Regions from separate parts of the Mus musculus genome. Here region 1 is linked to region 2. Evidence: chromatin contacts called from public Hi-C data. All regions are on one chromosome and are shown on one strand. Each heading gives the region's core, a stretch centred on a gene start, on an enhancer-like site or on the middle of the called end of the contact. The rest is flanking DNA. Distances are from core to core; before and after follow the strand shown.

Region 1 (4,671 bases), core at 821-3,320, 68 kb after region 2:
CATAGTGGGAAGAGAAGGCGGCATTCTGGGGACATCTTATTAAAGGTACTAACTTCTTTCCTGAGAGTACTGGCCTCATAATGTAGTAATATTAATATGTAAAGATCCTACAGCTAATGCCACCATTTTGGTAGTAAGATTTTTCAAATAAATGGGGGAGGAAGGGACTGTATTTTTTTCCATAGTTTTAGTTTGGTTTTTCTGGTTTGGGGATGGGGTGGGATACATTTTGCTATGTACCCTTGGCTAGCCTGGAACACACTATATGGACCAGATTGACCTCAAACTCATAGAGATCTACCTGACTGTCCCAAGTGCTGGGATTAAAGGTATACCTTGCTCCTCAAATTCTTATAATATATCACAAATTGGCCCTGATTGATCAGCCCACCAAAGACCTGGAATTCAGTATAAAACATCAACTTTGAAGCTGTGGCTTTGTGTCTCTGTACAGGCTCATAGGATTCACCCATATCAAACCAGCAGATGAGTTCCCTCTAGGCATTAGTGGGGCCTCCGTCAAATTGAGCATACCCTAGACCACTAACTAGGCTGTTCATCAAGGCTCCCTCCCAGAAGAGCTTTGCCAGGAAATTTTGCTTGACCTTTTAGGAGAACTATCTCCCCTAGCTGCCAACCGCTGGGCAAATAAATGCACTTTGACCCAGGAAGGAAACAAGGGTCTTTATTAGGTCTTGAGGCCAGAGCCCTCATGAATGAGGTTAGTATCCTTACCCAAAAGGCCTCCGGAGTGGCTCCCACCCTACTCCACCCCCATACACACCCTGCCTCTCCTCTCACCAAATCAGAGCTCAGTAAGAACATGGCTACCTAGGAACCAGGGACCAACCCAAAGCACCTTGAGATGGGAATAGATGGACTGGTCTCCAGAATCAGGTGAACGGGGCCATTCTCAGCCTAGGCAAAAGGAAGATGGCAGGCTCAGGGCCATCGTGAATAGGCTTTTGGAATCCTGTCTCTAGCCTGCCTTGCTGCCTCCACCCCCAGTTTTCTCTGGGCCGCGTCTGAGGACCAGTAAGAGTAAAGTACCTCTTACTTTCAGATCTCTGTGGCTCTTCCTGGACCCCTGTCTCAAAATACTCCTCTCTTCCTCGGACTCAGTGCCAGACTGCTGGCATCCGACTTGTGTCCTGTGCAGGCTGCCATGTCTGGCTTTCCTGGGTTTATAATTGCCTCTGGTTAAAGTTTAAATAGATGGGTTTCAGCCCAAGAGAAGAATGTAAACAAGCCGTTTGTGCCGGGTCGGGCAGCTGACTCTCAGTGCTCGGGAGTTCTGCACTTGGGAAATTCACTTTGCTTTTCCCTAGCCCAGGGACTGAGCCTCTGCCACCACCACAAGGTTTTTCAGAGCCCTGAGTGCCTCTCCGAAGCCATTGAAGCCATCGAGGAGGCTTTTAGAGGACCCGCACTTTCCCTTTTAACTCAATTAAGCCATCAGGATCCTGTTCCCACTCCAGCGAGTGCGTCTGGTAGGAGGAGGTGAGAACAGGGTAGCAGTCTTCTCTGGGCTGACCGCCCAACAGGAAGGAGAGGAAGGGACTGTCATTTCCCAGCTGGAATTTTTTTTTTCCTCTGAGAGGAGGAGGGATTGAATTTGTTGCCCTAGGGTTTTTGTTTTGTTTTGTTTTGTTTTGTTTTTTGTTGTTGTTGTTTGTTTTTTGGTTTTTTGGTGAATGACCTCCAGTTAGGAGAATGGAGCCATTCCTGGCTGAGGAAGAGGGAAGGTGGTTGGACTTGGCTGTCTTTCCTCAGAAGTAAGCAGACTTATGTGTCTTTGTCAGGGTTTTGTCTGACTTCCTACATCTTTCTGTTTTGTGAGCTTTGTGTTCAGGAGTCAGGATGGATTCAGCAATACTTGGGGGGGGGGTGCTTTAATCAAGGATTTAATGGGATCCTTGACTTCTCTACTCAAAAGCCTCCCAGTAAGTCCCCATTTCTACTTCGGACGCTTCTGCGGAAGCTTCTGTGATCTGGCTCCGCCCCTCGCACCTCCCCCTTCACCTTCAACTCTCCCAGCCCTAAGCTGAACTCGGCTGAACTGGTTTGAACCCTTCCAACCCTGCAGTATAACACTCCCTTCTCTGCAGCGTCCCAGCACCTGGGCTTGCTCCCGACACAGCTCAGAGCTGCCTCCCCGTGTCCCCTGGGTTCCCTGCAAGCTAAGTGGACCCTTCCTCCGGTCCTCTTGAAGCCCTTTTCCCCAAACCCTGTTTCATGGTGTCCTTCAGCCAGCAAATATGTGTCGACTTCTCAACCTTGGTAAGTCGTCCTCTGAATGAAGGATCATTTCCCATCCCTCCCACACTGTCCAGTGTCAGATGTGACCCACAGTGTCCAAATAATATCCAATCTTTTAGGGGACTGGAGATCCAACTCAGGACCTTACACATGCTAAGTATCACACCACTGAGCTACACTCCTTGACCAACATTCAGTCTTTGTTTTCCAGTCCTGCTAAAAAGCTGTCTGTCTCTTAAAAGCTCTTGGAGTTGGGCTTTGGTGACACATGCTTGTAACAAACAAACAAAAAATCCAGACAAATAAGCAAACAGGAAATAGCTCTTGGGAGTATCAAACAGACAGGTTCAAATCTTAGTTCTGCGTCGTTTTGGAGCAGGACTCCTTCCTAATTCTGATTCTTGCAACCTCTACTTTCTCCATGTGGAAAAGGAAAGACAATAAAACCATTTATGGTATCCGTGCAAATTAAACTGGGATCTTTCCAGTAAAGAACTGAGCCCTTTACGCAGTGAGGAGCTGGCATCCCAGGCTTGAAGTCCTGTTGCCCCAGAGTCCACTGTAAAAGGCCGGTTACAGCTCTAATGTACTGCCAACAGGAAGGCCTGGCCAAAGTGAGCAGTCCCCCAGACCCGTGGGTTGGCAAACTCTGTAAGCAGTCTGCTAGCCTGGACATCTAGGTCTGTGTGGAGGGTGGTGGCCATCTGGTCCAGAATTATGCTATGAAGATAGTACATCTCCACAGCCATGGTGGCTTGTTACAAGAAGTAGGTGGACAAGGCTTGGAAGTAGGACATGAAAGACATCTCTATCTACCATGACAGGTTCACACACTCCAAGTTTTCAGGCTCTGGGACATGTGCTCACCTCCAGAAACCCTTCCCACAAATCCACCATGAGGACCAGGGTTTACCTTTGTAAAGAGAGTTAATGAGATTTTAATGTGATAAAAAGCAAGAAGAGGAGGAGGAGGACACCGTTCCCTCTCACCCTTACCTTCTCTTTATACTCAGAGAACTTAAATATTGAACATTATTCTCTGAGATGTGGATCTCACCCATCGATTTAAGGGCTATCAGATGCATTTCCATTTGCTGAGGCGACCTTCCTCTGTACAGCTACTGCTGCTTCTGACTGGATCTTGCAAGGTTTCAAGAGACTCCTCTTTTTATTTTTTATTATTTCTCTATCTATCTATTTGTTTGTTTGTTTGTCTGAGGCAGGGTCTCACCTGTGTAGCCTTGGCTGGCCTGAGCTTGATATTCAGTCCAGGTTGACTTTGAACTCATAGTGAACTCACAGCCTGCCTCTGTTTCCCCAGTGCTGGGGTCAAAGGTGTGTACCATCATGCCTGACTACTCTTATGGGTAGCACTGGACTTACTTATTAGTCACTAGAAGACATGGGTGAGGATGCTCAGGCACCAGTCAGCTCTATGTGTTGCTAATTTGCTCTTACCTTTAGCCCCTGGTGTGAGATCAGCTCCTCTCTGTCTATCTTAGAAGGGATGCCAATGAGGATACCCCTGTCTCTCTCCTTCACCAAAGTCAGTCACTTTTTCTCATGAGAGGGGGACACAGATCCTGCTCATGCTTTGAGTACACGTTGACACTCACTGTGTAGCGGCTACTAAGGTTAAAGTGGAAACAGCCAATGTCTGTGCTTCTAAACATTTCAATCTAACAACTTGTTGGCAGAAGGAAGAGAAAATGTCTAAGCCAGGACTGCAGGAGGCCGAGTCAGAGACAGTGGTGTCTTAGGCAAAGTTCCAAAGAGGGGTGAGCTGAGCCTTGGGGAGCCAGTGCATGTCTGTCAGGAGATAGACAATAGCTCTCCAGGTGAAGGAACCCAAGTCCAGTTTCTTCTGTTCTTCTCCTGACAGACAGCTTGAAGCCTTTATCTCTATCATCTCTAACCTGTGTGGCCAGCTTCTTCTTGGCCCAAGATCCCTAAGTGTTTATAGCTTTCCTAGCACCCACTCTGACATTAGAACTGACATTAGAAGCCACTGCTTTCTTCCACAGAGCCAACAAGCAGCTGGAGTGGTGTGAGTCCCAGGGTGAGGATGGCAGAGTCTAGGCTGTGTGTGGTGTGTGTGTGTGTGTGTGTGTGGTGTGTGTGTGTGTGTGGTGTGTGTCTGTGTGTGTGTCTGTGTGTGAGTGTGTGTGTGTCTGTGTCTGTGTGTGTTTGAGAGCCTATGAGTGAGTGTGCATTTGGATGGCATACTAGATATTTTTGTGTAGAGGTTGCCACAGAGAGCAGAAATGGAGCTACAAAAAACAAAGTGGCAGCTAGGCACCTCACAGGCAAACTGTTTCGAGAAGGGGAGCCTGAAACATTCCCTGGCCAAAACAAAAACAGGGCAGGAAGTTGCATCATGAGAGGAAGACTGCCAGGGCCATGCTGAAGAGA
Region 2 (4,031 bases), core at 532-3,031:
TCCTGTAATCCCACCACAGTCGAGGCAGAGATAAGAGGATCCCTGGGGCTTGGTGGTGCCGCGACGACATAGATGATAATGATGATGACAGCAATTACGGAAGAAGCTTGATGTCAACCTCTGGTCTCCATGCACATGTGCATGTGCACCTACCACATATCCACAAAGACAGGCAGGAACATGTAAAGAAATGCACACACATACACACAAACACACACAAAATGAGAAGGAGGAGGAGGAAAAAGAAATATCATGGGGTATTATTGTGAGAATATATAACAAAAGTTCTCATCAAAAGAATACAATTAGTATTTTACAACGCAAAAATATATGAAATCCCATTCACATCAAAAGTTACTTCCAAGTTGTCCCCTGTGGTCTTCTTTTCCAAAGCTCATTGCCCAGACTTTGAGCCATTTTCTGGGCTCACCCTAATATCCACCCCTTGACTCTCTGTAAGTGACTGAACTCGTGACTGGCTCCGTGTTGAGAACGTGGGGGATCAGAATAAGGTGAGTTGTTGCCTCAAAGCTTGTCTCTATCATTTCGTTTGTAACCATTCACTGCATGTCTTGAGCAAAACTCTGAAAATTCTCTCAAGTGACCGCACCAGCAGGTGTGTCTGGCCTCCCGGTGACTTGACTTGTTCCTACACTGTTTGTGTAGTCTACGAGTGCCAGGAAGCAGGAGCCTTTCTTGGGAGGCCAATTTTCCTTTTTTTGTTTCAAGACAAATTAAATTCTTCATCTTCGCTATATTGACTTCTTTAAAAATGTGATTTCTCATAGAGAAAAAGAATTTTGAGGAATCAGAAAGACTCGCTGCTCATGGTGGGGCACTTCTTGGGCCAAATGTGTGCCAAAAATTAGGGACAGGAGTAGTGTTGTCACAGACAGCTGTGCACCAGACATCTGGTTCCCATACAGCCCCTCCTACATCCCCAATTCCAAGCTTCCCCAGCCCCGTACTTGCTGCGACCAAATACCTGAGGAAAAGTCGAGGAAGGGAAGTTAGGGTACAAGCCATCATGGCAGGGAAGGCAAATCAGTAGTCGGACTGTGAAGCAGCTGGTCACATTATGTCCCCAGTCACCAGAGAGAGAGTGATGAAGGCCAGTGGGCAGCTACAGCTCCTTTTTATTCGGTTCAGGATCCCATTCCATGGAATGGTCCCATCTGAAGTCAAAATACATCTTCCATGTTCAGTTAACCTCTCTGGAAACACAGTCATAAGATGCAGCCCAGAGGCCTGTTTCCATGGTGATTCTAAATCCAATCAAGATGACTGAAGATTAACTGCCCTGCTGGCCTTCTAGAATGTACACTTCAGGGCGGGCAGAGAGCTTGTTTGGTTTAGTGCTACAGGCTCAGTACTTGAAACAGTATATGGAAGACACTCACCCAAAAATTTGTTGATTGAATGATGTTATTAAAGGTTCTTTGGGATTTTTTTTTGTTCTGTTTTTAAGGTGCTGAAATGTGCATGGGTCTCTGGGGCTCCAATACAGGTCTGGCCCATGTCCCTGTCCCACCCACCTTGACATTTTTATTGATGACTAAGATGATAACGTTGATGGCATGCTAAGCAGATTTCCAGATGACACACAAGTAGAGGGTTAGTAACTTAATGGATACAGTCAGAGTCCCCTCTACCCTAGTGCTGATGGGATGCAGTGGTGAGTCACCTGACAATATGAAGTTAATGGGTACAAATATCAAGTCCTCAAAGATCTCCGAATCCAATTAAACAGGTACAGAGTGGGCGCGAGATGACTTGCAAGCACACACACACGTCAGGAAGATTTAGAGCCTCCTGTGGCTTGTGAGTGGTGAGTCAACACCGTATGATGTCCCTTTCGAAAAAAATCAATCTCCTGTATTAATAGCAATAGAACATTGGAGAGTGGAGCTGGCTCTCCAGTGCTCACTGGGGAGCAGACCACATTCGCTCTGTTTTATGAATTCTGGGCTCAGACAGAGATATTGAGAGACAGGAGATTATCTAAGAAGAAAACAGAATGGTAAAGGTTCTGGTGAACACCATTATTCAGATACAGAGAGGATCAAAGGCCGTGATGAGTGTGTGTGTGTGTGTGTGTGTGTGTGTGTGTGTGTCACAAGCAGTTTAGATAGTTGTCTTCTAAATTCTGAACTTTAAGAGAAGATTAAATTTCTTCTGTGTCATTTTCTTCTGTGTCATCTAAATGTCTGACGGAGTGCCAGTTACTAGATGTAAGCAAGTGCATTTCAGTACCTTGGGGATTGATCACAAACTATATTCGCTTAGCCATCAAATAGACAACTGCAGGAAGGAACACATTCCTTGGCTTTGGTAGGTGCTCCATAAATTCTTTCTTATCTGAAAAGAAGAAAGAAACCACATAAGCCTTTGATGCATCTGAAATGGCATCGTAGTAGGTTCTACAGGAAGGAAAACACGTTCTTTCTGGGTGGTTCTCTGGTGGCAAGAGACAAACGTAATGATCCCTAGTAAAGGACTGGCGAATTGTTGCTCAATTATTTTGACAATAACCATTTAAGAAAGTACTTGTTGAGTATCTATTCTGGGTTAGGTGCAGCCACTATGTTGGGGATGTAGAGGTAGTTTGGAGAGAAAGCTGTTAGTATGGGGTGAGGGTGATGTAGAGATGGACAGACAGGTAAGTAGATCCTCAAGGTACTGTAACAGGTGCTTTGTGGGTAGTGGCAGAGGCAGTGGTGGTGTGCCTGTGTGTTCTTGACAGCATTGACATTTAACAAAGAAGAAGACCGAGGCACGAGCTTGAGATAAATTGCTTAGAGTAACATAGCTTCAAGGTGGAAAACTGGGGTTCGTGTCTGTGCGATGGACATTAGCAGATGTGCTTCTTGCTACACTGAGTTATCTTCACTAACACATCCCACCACCACCACCACCACCACCACCACCACCACCACCACCACCACCAAGAGCTAGAGCCCACACAACTGGACTCTGAGTCCAAGTTGCTTTCTTTCACATAACCCTGTTCCTTGGCAGATGTTGCATCCATATGGGAAGAAATGGTCACATAGGTACAAAAGTGGTTATGTAGATCTTGTATCCCAGGTGATTGGGGGAACCTCATGGTGAAAGCTATGATGTGCTTTGACATGGTCACCAACATGGTTTAGACCTGTGGTTCTCAATCTTTCTCATTCTGCAACCCTTTAATATGGTTCCACATGTTGTGATGACCCCCCCAATCATGTAATTATTTTCATTATTACTACGTAAGTGTAATTTGTCTACTGTTATGAATTATAATGTAAATATGTAATATACAAGGTATCTTATATTTTACCCCTGTGAAAGGGTCATTCAACTTCCCAGAGGGGTCAAGACCCAGGTTGAGAACCACTGGTTTAGACTTTCTGTGCTTTAGGGGTGCGGGACTTTTAACAGCAGTGAAAAACAGTTTATCCATGGAGCTGGAGTCTAGGTAGCAGGGGATATGACTTGCAGTTCCTAGCAACTGGCCATCAACCCTTCCCCTGAAGCCCTTTGAAATACAATTTAAATTCTTTTCTAGGAAGAAGAGAATAAAATATAAAGTTTTACAAATAAAACTAGTTACATTGAATACCCCATACATGAGCAGAGGAGGAATAGAACACCTAATTGCTTAAATTTTCCAAGCCTTCTTACACTGGAAAATAGTTCCACCCAATATGCCTGTGCCTCCTAATTGAGTTGGGCTGGAGCTGTGGCAAATCTGACTGAGAATGGGTTATTAAATGACTGAAGTAGGTGACCCCTTCGTCGATAATTACCATTTATGCTGATGCAGGCTTGACCTATGTGATCAAAGCGATTGTGTTGGTAAGCTACCCATCTCCTGTAATTTTTGGAGATTTGGTAATTTCGAAATGGGCTGCAGGCTGGGATTTCTGCGGTCTGCGGTGGAGCTGCTAAAGGTCAGTGTAGTCTTCCCTCCCGGGGGTGGGGGTGGGGGTGGGGCTTGGAGTCTGATTGCCTCCAATGTTTTAGCTCCTCCTTTCCAGGTGGGAGGG

The links. Hi-C and Micro-C count contacts between places; a contact is called where the count stands out from the background.
Region 1: a Hi-C map of the N1E-115 cell line shows a contact between it and region 2, with 2.0 times the contacts expected there. The contact joins two enhancer-like sites. A contact is called at or near these places in 1 of 15 datasets of contacts at CTCF or cohesin (CD8 T cells), 4 of 484 Hi-C or Micro-C datasets (the N1E-115 cell line, cortical neurons, group 2 innate lymphoid cells and 1 more) and 5 of 115 datasets of contacts at active chromatin or transcription factors (bone marrow-derived macrophages, embryonic stem cells, liver and 2 more).

The regions. Positions count from the first base shown.
Region 1 is chr6:31,316,636-31,321,306 of GRCm38.p6, forward strand. All of the region lies in intron 2 of 2210408F21Rik (RIKEN cDNA 2210408F21 gene), which reads left to right. Among named protein-coding and RNA genes, the nearest start is that of Gm38782, 76 kb to the left of the region's middle. Within about 2 kb of position 2,071, at least 144 of the 459 cell types and tissues checked have an H3K27ac peak or open chromatin away from gene starts, as enhancers often do. A contact at or near this core is called in the N1E-115 cell line and pancreatic cancer cells, where this site is marked.
Region 2 is chr6:31,249,425-31,253,455 of GRCm38.p6, forward strand. All of the region lies in intron 1 of 2210408F21Rik (RIKEN cDNA 2210408F21 gene), which reads left to right. Among named protein-coding and RNA genes, the nearest start is that of Gm38782, 8.0 kb to the left of the region's middle. Within about 2 kb of position 1,782, at least 6 of the 459 cell types and tissues checked have an H3K27ac peak or open chromatin away from gene starts, as enhancers often do. A contact at or near this core is called in the N1E-115 cell line and pancreatic cancer cells, where this site is marked.